2 separate regions of the Mus musculus genome follow, and region 1 is linked to region 2. A link is a contact called in public promoter capture Hi-C data. All regions are on one chromosome and are shown on one strand. The core of a region is the stretch at or near the end of the contact, and the rest is flanking DNA. Distances in the headings are between cores, read along the strand shown. Region 1 holds the start of Hykk (hydroxylysine kinase 1). Region 2 holds the start of Dnaja4 (DnaJ heat shock protein family (Hsp40) member A4).

Region 1 (4,836 bases), core at 2,077-4,576, 220 kb before region 2:
TGGTCCTCATAGCTAGGGAGTGGCTGGATCTTGGAAACTTTGAACCCAAATACCGATTCTACCAGTGCAGAGGCTTGTGCCTCAGTAAAAACGGGCTTGGCAGAAGCCTGTGACTGCCAGCCAGCTCCACTTGACATTATGTCTAGGGGAAAAAATAAGAGCCAGGCATATTACAATGACAGTTGTTTGAATGATTATTCTCAGACAGACCATATTTTCCTATATTGAGTCTATGCTTCTTGATTTTTATTTATAAAGTTTAAATGATCAATTAGTGAATAAGGTGAAGAAGCAGATGACCTGGAGCTGGAGAGGTAGATCTGCAGTTAAGAGCACTTGCTGCTCTTGTAGAAGGCCTGAATTTGGTCCCCAGCTTTCACATTGTGTGGCTTACATCGCCTGTAACTCCAGTTCCAGGGGACTCCTCTGTGCCCTTCCCCCAGCCTTGAGCGGGCCAAATAGATCTTAAGTGTTTGCCACAGTTGGACCTCGACCCAGGAGGAGTCTTCTGCCTTGCCCTTGCCGCACCTGCAATTTCCTACAGGAGCAGACTGCCCAGTGAGTTGCTTTGCAACATTCAGCTGAAACAAAGGATGGGGTCTGTGGGCTTTCCCTATATAAATGCATTCTCAAAATTAAACTTTGAGCCTTGAGCAGAAACTTTGTTTTGGCTTCATCCTTCTCTTGCACCCCATTCCTTTCATTTCCATCCCCCCTTGCAGGTAACCCAGTTAATCTATGACCGCTGGACAGCTACACTCTGTGCTACATCTGCAGTTACATGTGCACCATACCCGCACAGAGACATTTAAAAATTAAAATAACCTTTAAAAAATTGATGTTCTGTCAGGGGATAATGGTCCATGCCATTATAATCCCAGCACCTGGAAGGCAGAGGCTGGGAGACTATTTCAAATTCCAGGGCAGCTTGGTCTACCTAGCAAGTTCTAGGCTGGCCAGGCAATATAGAGAGACCTGGTATCAAATAAAACAAACAAAATAGAAGTAGATATGTTAGATGAATAAAAATCCTGGGCCATAAGTTATTTATAAATTTCCCTCACAACTTGAAGGTACAGTTCTATGGACAAACGCGGGTCAGAGAAGCACTTTGTTATATTATCTAATCCAATCTTTTCTCTCGTCTGCCAACTTTACAGAGAAACATAGGTCCAAAGACATTAAGAGATGTGTCCAAAACTAATATTCAGTTCCACTGAGACCTCAGCTCTGAGGGCTTGGAAGATGGCACACTTCGGATGGTGGCCAATGTGTAAGTATGGAAACTGGAGTTTGGAACTATAGCAACCACGGGAATGCCAGGCTTAGCGGCACATGCCTACAATTCCGAGTTGTATTCTTTTATGTTTGTTTTCGGTTTTTGAGTAGCATGGGCTGGACTTAAACGTATTAGATAGCCTTCAATTTCTGATCCTCCTGCCTCTACCTCCCATGTACCACCATGCTTGGCTTATTTGGCGCTAGGGATCAAACTCGGGACCTCGCGCATGTTAGGCAAGGTCTCTACGAAGTAAAACATGTGCCCAACCAAGCTGTTGTATTCTTGACAAACACTTCTCATGTTTACCTTCTGACCACAGTATTTGCTTTCAGAAGCCAATTAAGCCCTTCAGGTGTTGACACTAAACTTATGATCACAAAGACTAAACAGGGCTTCAAAAGAATCTTTGCACCTGAAACTTCTGGAAACTGATACATCCTGTTACACTGCTTTTGGCTCTAAGACTTTACAAGGAATTTTAAACATTCCTTCTGAATATATTTATAGAATAAGGCTAGTGCTCAGGATGTAATGTGAACTGAAACCCTAACTCCAAGATGAAATCCTCTCAGGTCTGAAAGAATTTAAGGGTATTAAAAACAACAGTGAGCTTGATAGGGATTTGACAGGGAGCTGGGTGTGGTAGCTCACATCTGCTATCCTGCCAATCCAGAGACAGGACAATAAGATTGCTGCTAGTTGAAGGTCAGTCCAGACTACCTATTGAGTTCCAAGCTAGCCCCGGCTACTGTGAGAGACTTTGTCTCAAAAAGAAAAAGCTATTAAAATTGAAGACTGTTGAAGGCAATTGGTGAAGGCCAATCTCCAGAAAACATCCCCATGTCCTTAAAGGGGGCTTGTTAATTATCTCTTTGAAGAGTCCTATTTGTTAAAGCAAAGTCCTGTTTACAAAGTACTGTTGGCAGGTCTGGTCACAGGACAACCTGGTACCAAACAGTTACTGAGCTGTGAAAAGTCCTAGCACCAGCTGGGCAGCCAACCTCCGTAACTTTAGCCACACTGCCTCTAAAAGAGTTCAACGAAGAATTTTGAGCCTTTTTGCTGAATATAGAAAGAACTCCACAACCTGAAAAAAAAGGACACACATTGAAACATGCTACTGAAAGCAAATACACATAAAGAAAAAACTTAAAAAATAAAAATAGAACAACAGAGACATCCATTTTCATCAAATGCGCCCCATGTGTGGAGAGAGTGGAGAGCGAATCGAAATCTATATAGATGTTAGTATACTTCTTGTCAACAATATTTAGAGCCGGAAACAAACAAACAAACAAACAAACAAAAACAACCTCAAACAGTAAGGACTTCTAAGCAGGAGGTTTGCACCAGACTCCATAATTTTTCGCTGCATGAGAGGGGAATGGAGAGGGAGTGGATCTTACACTCTGCACTTGGTGAAAAGTACACAAGAATAAAATAATAATAATACATAAACTAGTCTTTCCTCTCACCTTCTCCTAAAGTGTTACAAAGTCTTTGTGACTTCTGCCTTAGCACTTTCTCCACGTCTGTCTTCGACGACCCCTCTGCTGTGAGCTTCCAGGCTTGGGAAGCAGGCAGTGATGTTCCCTGCACTTATTTCGTGAGTTGCCTCCACTCACAGCTCACGGGCTGCAGGAACTCTACACTCCAAGGGCGATTGGAAGCAAGACTCACTTCCAGGGGGTCTTGCTGAGGAGCGAAAGACGCCGATGGGAGGGAGGTGGCCCACAACCCGTTCCCGGCCTGTCTCAGGTCCAGAGGAGCCTTAGGATGGCTTCCACCCCCAAACCATGCAGGCCCGCGGAGGGTGGGACCCTCAAAACTGCGCACTGAAATCTCAGCAGGGCTGGGGCTGGGCAGTGACCTGCCGCGTCAGCACGCAGTGAGTTTGAGGAGCGCAAGGGTTGCAGGAGCCCGCCGCCGCTTCTCGGGGATGTCCCCTCAGAGAGACCCTTGACTCGCTTCAGTCTCTTCCACCTCCTCTCACGCACAGCGACCGGACGTCCTGAGGCCGATTGCTCTCTCCCCTCAGTCAGCTAGTGGTTGCGGTGCAGGAGGTGGGGCCGGACCCGCCGCCGCTGCGAGCCCCGCCTTCCTATTGGCTCCTCCCACATCCCTCCGCCCAGTCAGTACACACTACTGACAGTTCTGGCCCAACCCTCTCCATCCCACCAATAGAGTTCAGAGATCTGGCTTCTGATTGGCTGTCTGGAATCCGACAACCTTGTCAATCTCGGCTCTCTAGTCAAAACTCGTTTCTGATTGGCTCTCAAGTAGCCAATTAGTAGGCCTTGGGGTTTGAGTGGTATCTGTCAATTCTCACCAGGTTGGCTTAGTCCTGGCAGCGACTTGGAGCACAAGTCTGTCAGCAAGCTGCCAGGAGAGATAGCATCTTGCCTTTCTTTCCTCACTCCATCCAGCTCTTTCTAGAAGAGAGTATCCTGAAGGCCATCTTCATAGAGGTTGACTAGAGGTTCATTCTCCCCAGAAAGGAATCCTGGTTCTGAAACTACAAGGATCGGTCCCTCTCTGTGAGGAAATGGGGCTCGCTGTCTTTGTACTAGCATGTCCCAATCTGAAAAGGCTTCATTTATTAAACAGACCTACACTGTCTGTGCTGGCGGGAACTGAAGTCTAAAGGGCATAGACCCTTACTTAACCAGACCGTGCTTACCAACTCCCAGTTCAGGATCTAGGCGGTAGCACCAGTTTTTAAGCGGGGTAACGAAGTACAATAGAGAGAGAGAGAGAAAGAAAGCAGCATCCTCAGGCAGCTTGTAGGGTCTCAAAGCCCATGCCAACAGCGACTCGTTTCCTCCAAGGCCACACCCACTCCAGAAAGGCCACACCTCCAAATAGTGCCACTCCCTGGGTCAAGCATATTCAAACCACCACACTAAGCCACATAGCTGGATGCCTTCCTCCAGCTAAGCAGGACCTTTTTGATAGACCAGAGCACTCCCTGCTGGAAGAGTCCTGTACACCTGTCACTCAGGTTTGCAATTTGCTCTCCTTATGTTATGGTGCTGTATGCATATCTCACTTGTTTTTTCTTGTTCTGGCATACTCATGGGTGCTATCGTTACTCTGATGATGATGATGAATGATTGTTGTTGTTGTTGTTTCCGAGACAGGGTTTCTCTGTATAGCCGTGGCTGTCCTGGAACTCACTTTGTAGACCAGGCTGGACTCGAACTCAGAAATCTGCCTGCCTCTGCCTCCCAAGTGCTGGGATTATTAACTCGGATAGTCTCTCCAATCCCCGTCAACACCTATCGTAATGAGAAATTTCCTTTGCCCCCTTTAGAAATATGTTTATCTGTTTTTCTTTTTCTTTGTGTGGGATGGGGGAAGGTGGGGAGGTTCGAGACAGAATTTCTCTGTGTAGCCCTGGCTGTCCAGGAACTCCATCTGAAGCCCAGGCCAGCCTTGAACACCTGCTTCTGCCTCTGGAGTGCTGGGATTGAAGGCATGCCTCACCATTGCCTAGCACATTTCTTTTCTAATCTTCAAATAGGGACGACCTTTCTGCACTTTCTGATGTTGGC
Region 2 (4,862 bases), core at 1,105-3,604:
ACTAAGAGTCATCACGATAAGATAAGGTTGAAGGCTAGTTATGCAGTCTGTGGTCAGGGGTGACCTCTGCCAAGATGGCTTAGTTTAAAAACAAACAAAAAACAAAAAACAAACAAAAAAACTAGAGAAAATGGGTCACCCCTTCATGGAAAGTAGGGAGGGAAGTGTATTTGTGACAGTGGGTTCACATTGCCCTCCTCCCAGCAAAGAAAGAGGGACCTGCCACATCTTACTTTATAAAAGAATTAGTTATGTGATACTACCTTGGGTACCTGGCTGGAAATAAATATTAGTTTAAAAGAAGGGCAAATAACCTGCCCAGGCAGGTGTGTAGGTGGTGAGAACTACATGCTGTGCGAAGAGGGCAAATAAAATCTGCTCTTAAAGCTTGGCCACAGCAAAAGCACTCTCATTTCAGATGGGAAGCAAACAGCAGGGACCACCTCTTGGTGACTGTGGTGTGACATGAGACCAGAGGGGAAGGCTTTCCCCCAAGTTGCCTTCTGAAACAGAAGACAAGTGAGAAGCCTTGAGGCTATCCTTAAAGAAGTGTCTGCAGGATGGAGAGATGGAGGGATGGAGAAATGGCTGTTCTTTCAGAGGACCAAGGTTTGATTCCTAGCACCAATGTAACAACCATCTGTAACTTAAGTTCCAGAGGATTCAACACCTTCTTCTGGCCTCCAAGGGCACCAGGCAGGCATGTGGTACACAAAGATATATCCAGGCAAAATACCCATACACACAAAAATATCAAAAAAGGTCAGCGATCTGTAACTGAACTGAACAAGTCTGTGAATCACCAACACAACACAGAAAGCTGGTGACTTAAAAAGCTACAGTAAGCCACCTAAATATAGACGAGAAGGGACACAAATGGGTATAATGGTCTTTACAGGGAGGCATTCTAAACTTGTGACAGCCACATTCATTCGGCACATGTGGCTAAATATAAATATTCTATCATTGCTGCCACAGCCAACCTTCAGCAGTCTGCCTGCTCCAGCTTGGAATTACTAATGCAGACAGGTATTTTGATCCGAGTGTCATTTCCCCAGGTCTAAATGCTAGACAGGGTGATCAGCGGCTCCAAAAGTGATCCAGGTGTGACTGCTATGCGCTCCCACCATGGCGCTGGCTCCCCAGATTCATCTGGGGCAGCCAAAGTGGGTTTTTTGTTTGGTTTCCTTGGGGGTTTGTTTTGTTTTCTTAAACGACAAGAAGTGAAACAGACTAGCTAGCCAACTCTCCTTGCAATGGCTGGTACTTTGAGTCTCCTATTCAGGTGGGCCATTTCCGCTTTGGGAACAAAATGAAGAATGCCTTATTTCTGTAAACAGGATGGAAAAGGTTCAAATTAGGACACCAGTTGCAGAGCACTTCAGCCTATTATCTGTCAGTACTTATGGTCAACCGTGGGTCATTTGTCACAGGAAACCTGGAGTTCTCACTATAAGCAGATGTGTCGGGTTACAGACTTCTGCACCCCTGATTAATAACGACAAAAAAAGTGATGATTCCGTGTCTGAAAACTGTATCAGGCAGGAGGTGGCCCTCACAGATCATATCCACTCAGTCCCTCTCAAGAGGGACGCTGGGTTTGTCTAAGGTACAAGTCAGATCACAGGAACTCATCCCTAGGGCTTATGCAACACGCGGAACAGAAACACAATATTTCGCTGCCGGGGGGGGTCCCCAACAAGCACATAGCTTCTGTTCACCGGTGCCAGGGTTTCTGGTTTGCCGGTGTCTTCTCCCACAGGAATGCCAGGGCTGCCTCAGAGAGCTGTGCTCCCAGAGGTCAGCACGGATCCCCGTCAGGGTCCTCACAGCCCGGAAGCAGGGGCTCCAGAAACACTTGTAGAGCGAACGAAGGTGCGGATGGCTGCTGGCACTGGCGCCCCGCACCTAGCCTTGCTAGGTGCCCCCGACTGACTGCGCCCCGCGGCCTCCCTCGGGCTGGCGCGGCTCCTGGAGAGAGCCTCTGCGTCGCCTTCAATAATTCACAGCCCGGGTCCTCCCGTAACCCCGACACCCCGCGGGGCCCCGCACCTTCTCGCCCTCATCCGGGTTCTTGTCCGGGTGGTACTTGAGCGCCAGCTTCCGATAGGCCTTCTTGATCTCCTCCGGGGACGCGCTGGGCTTCACCCCCAGGATGTCATAGTACTGGGTCTCCTTCACCATCTTGTCTCTGCGGGGTGGGGCGGACGAAGCGGGTCAGCGCGCCCCCGACGCCCCCGGCCCGTGCCCCCGACGCCGGCCTGCGCGTCACCGTCTCGGTCGCGGCCGCTTCCCGGGGCTCCGTCCCGAGCGTGAGCCCGGGACCCAGTTGCGCTCCCGGCACCGCCGCACTCGAGCCGCCGGTACCTCCGCCGCCGGCTTTTATTCGGCGCCGGCGGAAGGTTCCGCCAGGAGGCGTGACGCCACATAGGCCCAGAACGTTCGCGGAGGTTCCGGCGGCTCCGGGGCTCGGTCCTCCGGCCGGGCGCGCGCGCTCACCCGTTCTCTTCTGAAGTCTGCTCCTCTGGCTGGCCGTCCGACTCCCCGGAGCTCCAGTTCTGACTGCCGCCACGGGCCATGTTGGGGTGCTCGGGGGTGGGGGGCTTCGGCGTGGAGGTTTCGGGCTTCGTGGTGGAAGTCGTTCGCTGCCGATTGTCACGCCGCCCCGAGGCCGTCCCCTTGCCCTTGCGTGGGTCCGCGGGGTTGGGTCGCTCTGGGATCCGATGGCCTGCAGGAGGGCCTCGTGTGCGCGAACCCTGGGCAGAGGAGAGCTTGGACTGGGAGGTCAGCGGACGCGCGGACCCCACCCGGCCTCTGCCTCGGGGTGTGGCCCCCTTCTGTTCGGTCACTGCGGGGGTGTGCTCTGGGGTCTGCCTTGGATTGTTGCATTTTGGGGGGTGTTGGAGTGAATGGCTGCCTTCTGTGGTGGCGTCGAGATCCTGCGGTGGCTGGTTCCCCCTAGGCATCTTGAAGGCTGGGTGACCATTAGCCTTTGAAGATGTGAACAGTGGCCTTTAGGTGGCCTGAGTTTGGACACTGGCCTCTCTATTGCCCACAGCTGGAAACCTCATAAGTACCCCAAGGGTGAGGAGTGACGTTTCCCAGCTGTGAGCAGTGATGACGTCTATCACCTGTGAACAGTGACATTATTTCCAAGTCTTTCAAGGATGAGCAGTGATCTCTCTTTTTTTTCAGGAGTGGGAATCCCCACCCCACCCCCACCCCCATACACACACATATCAATGCACAAATGGGCCAAGGCAGAGCCATCGAACCAGTATTGCAGCTCTACCGGGCACTGAAGCCTACAAGACCAGGCGGTCCAATCTTCTACTTCTCTAGGCTGCTTTCAACGGATGCCACGATTAAGACTACTCAAAACATGTGGGTGTGGACTTGCTGCTGCAGCGCTATCAGAATACTGCAGACCCTTCTGGCCTACTTAGGCTTCTCGTGGTGCAACACTTTATCCAGGAGAGGAAGCCACCCTGGCCAGCTCCCTGGAGTCCACTGGCCTGGGTTTTGATCTGGTGGCTGAAGCTCCTCTTTCATGCGCGCAATAGGGATACAAACGACTTAATACCCATGAGAAATTAAGCCAAGCCGCTAGCTTCTTTTCCGGGGAACATGAGAATCCACTTTCTGGATCTTGCTCCTATAGAACAGTCACTTTTGGGCAGATTCAGGACAGGAGGTCAGGAATTTGTGACTCCATTTTCCTGTGTCTTCTCTACACAAATCTCTGCCGTCGGGCTTATTTCTCCACTTCTGGGACATGATCACTGTCAAGTGCCCATCTTTCTCTCAGGACATCTGCAAAGATCAAAGAGAATGATAGCTATAAAGCTCCTGACAAGAACCTGGCTTGCTCACTTAGAAACATTTTTTTTTCTTTTCTTTTTTCCCCCGTTTTGTTGCCTTTGAAACAAGGTCTTGCAACATAGCTTTGACTGCCCTTAAACTTAGGATCCTCCTGCCCCAGGCTCCCAAATGCTGGGATTATAGATGGGAGGCATTGCAGTTAGCTCATCTGAAAACTTCTAAAACTCCAGGCTACACCCCAGTTACTACAGAGCTTCCAGGTAGAGTGCAGGCCCCTGTCAAGTGGGTCTAGTGTTGGAACTAGAGGTAAGAACACAGCACAGCTTCACGGCTCTACCCAGATTCAGTTCTGTGGACCAGTGGCATTGGTAGGAGGGGCATGGGAGAAAGATGGCTCAGGTGTGGTTAGAGCCTAGAAACAGAGTTCTCAGTTTATTGGCTAGTTAAACTTGGGTTCTTAGCCTTCCAAATGTTGTTACAGGTGTGTACTGTTGTGCGTCACCCAGCATAGTATTACTGACTGATGGGTTTTCTGTCTTTCTGTCTTTCTTTCTTTCTTTCTTTTTTTTTTTTTATGGACAAGGTTTCATTCTGCATTCTTGACTGTCCTAGAACTCACTCTATAGACCTTGAACTCACAGAGATCCACATGTCTTAGACTCTCAAGTGCTATATTTAAAGGCTTGAATTTTTAAAGAAAAATCTTTACACCTTAGCTAAACATGGATAAAAAATTCCCTTTACCAACCTTTACACTGTTCCTCTGAGCATTTTCCAGTCTAGGTCTGTAAAAGCTGTATATCTAAGATGACCCTCACCTCCCTTAAAATCCCTACCTGAAATGCTCAGGCCTGCCAAAGAACTGACTGTTCTGGCCCACATCTGGGATTAGGGCCTCTGGCTCCAAGTCTTCTTCAGAGGGTGGACTTGACTGATCGCTGCAGGCTCACAGTGCACATAGTAGCCAGTCTTGTTTACACCAACCACACCTTTAAAATTTCTTCCTCCCAGACCATGTATAAGCCCTTCCTATCCTTCTC

Evidence for each region. Capture Hi-C pulls out chosen DNA fragments and counts their contacts.
Region 1: a promoter capture Hi-C map of adipose tissue shows a contact between it and region 2. The contact joins the promoter of Hykk here to the promoter of Dnaja4 in region 2. A contact is called at or near these places in 6 of 39 promoter capture datasets (the C10 cell line, embryonic stem cells, liver and 2 more), 3 of 115 datasets of contacts at active chromatin or transcription factors (embryonic stem cells and memory CD8 T cells) and 3 of 9 other capture datasets (adipose tissue, liver and pancreatic islet).

Annotation. Positions count from the first base shown.
Region 1 is chr9:54,915,780-54,920,615 of GRCm38.p6, reverse strand. Hykk (hydroxylysine kinase 1) reads right to left here and starts at 3,326. Exons shown (of 5, transcript NM_177351.4): 1 at 2,758-3,326; 2 at 1-142. The coding sequence starts at 137.
Region 2 is chr9:54,697,051-54,701,912 of GRCm38.p6, reverse strand. It overlaps Dnaja4 (DnaJ heat shock protein family (Hsp40) member A4), which reads right to left and starts at 2,354. Exons shown (of 7, transcript NM_021422.4): 1 at 2,053-2,354. The coding sequence starts at 2,184. It overlaps Gm46113 (a long non-coding RNA gene), which reads left to right and starts at 3,193. Exons shown (of 2, transcript XR_001779175.2): 1 at 3,193-4,128.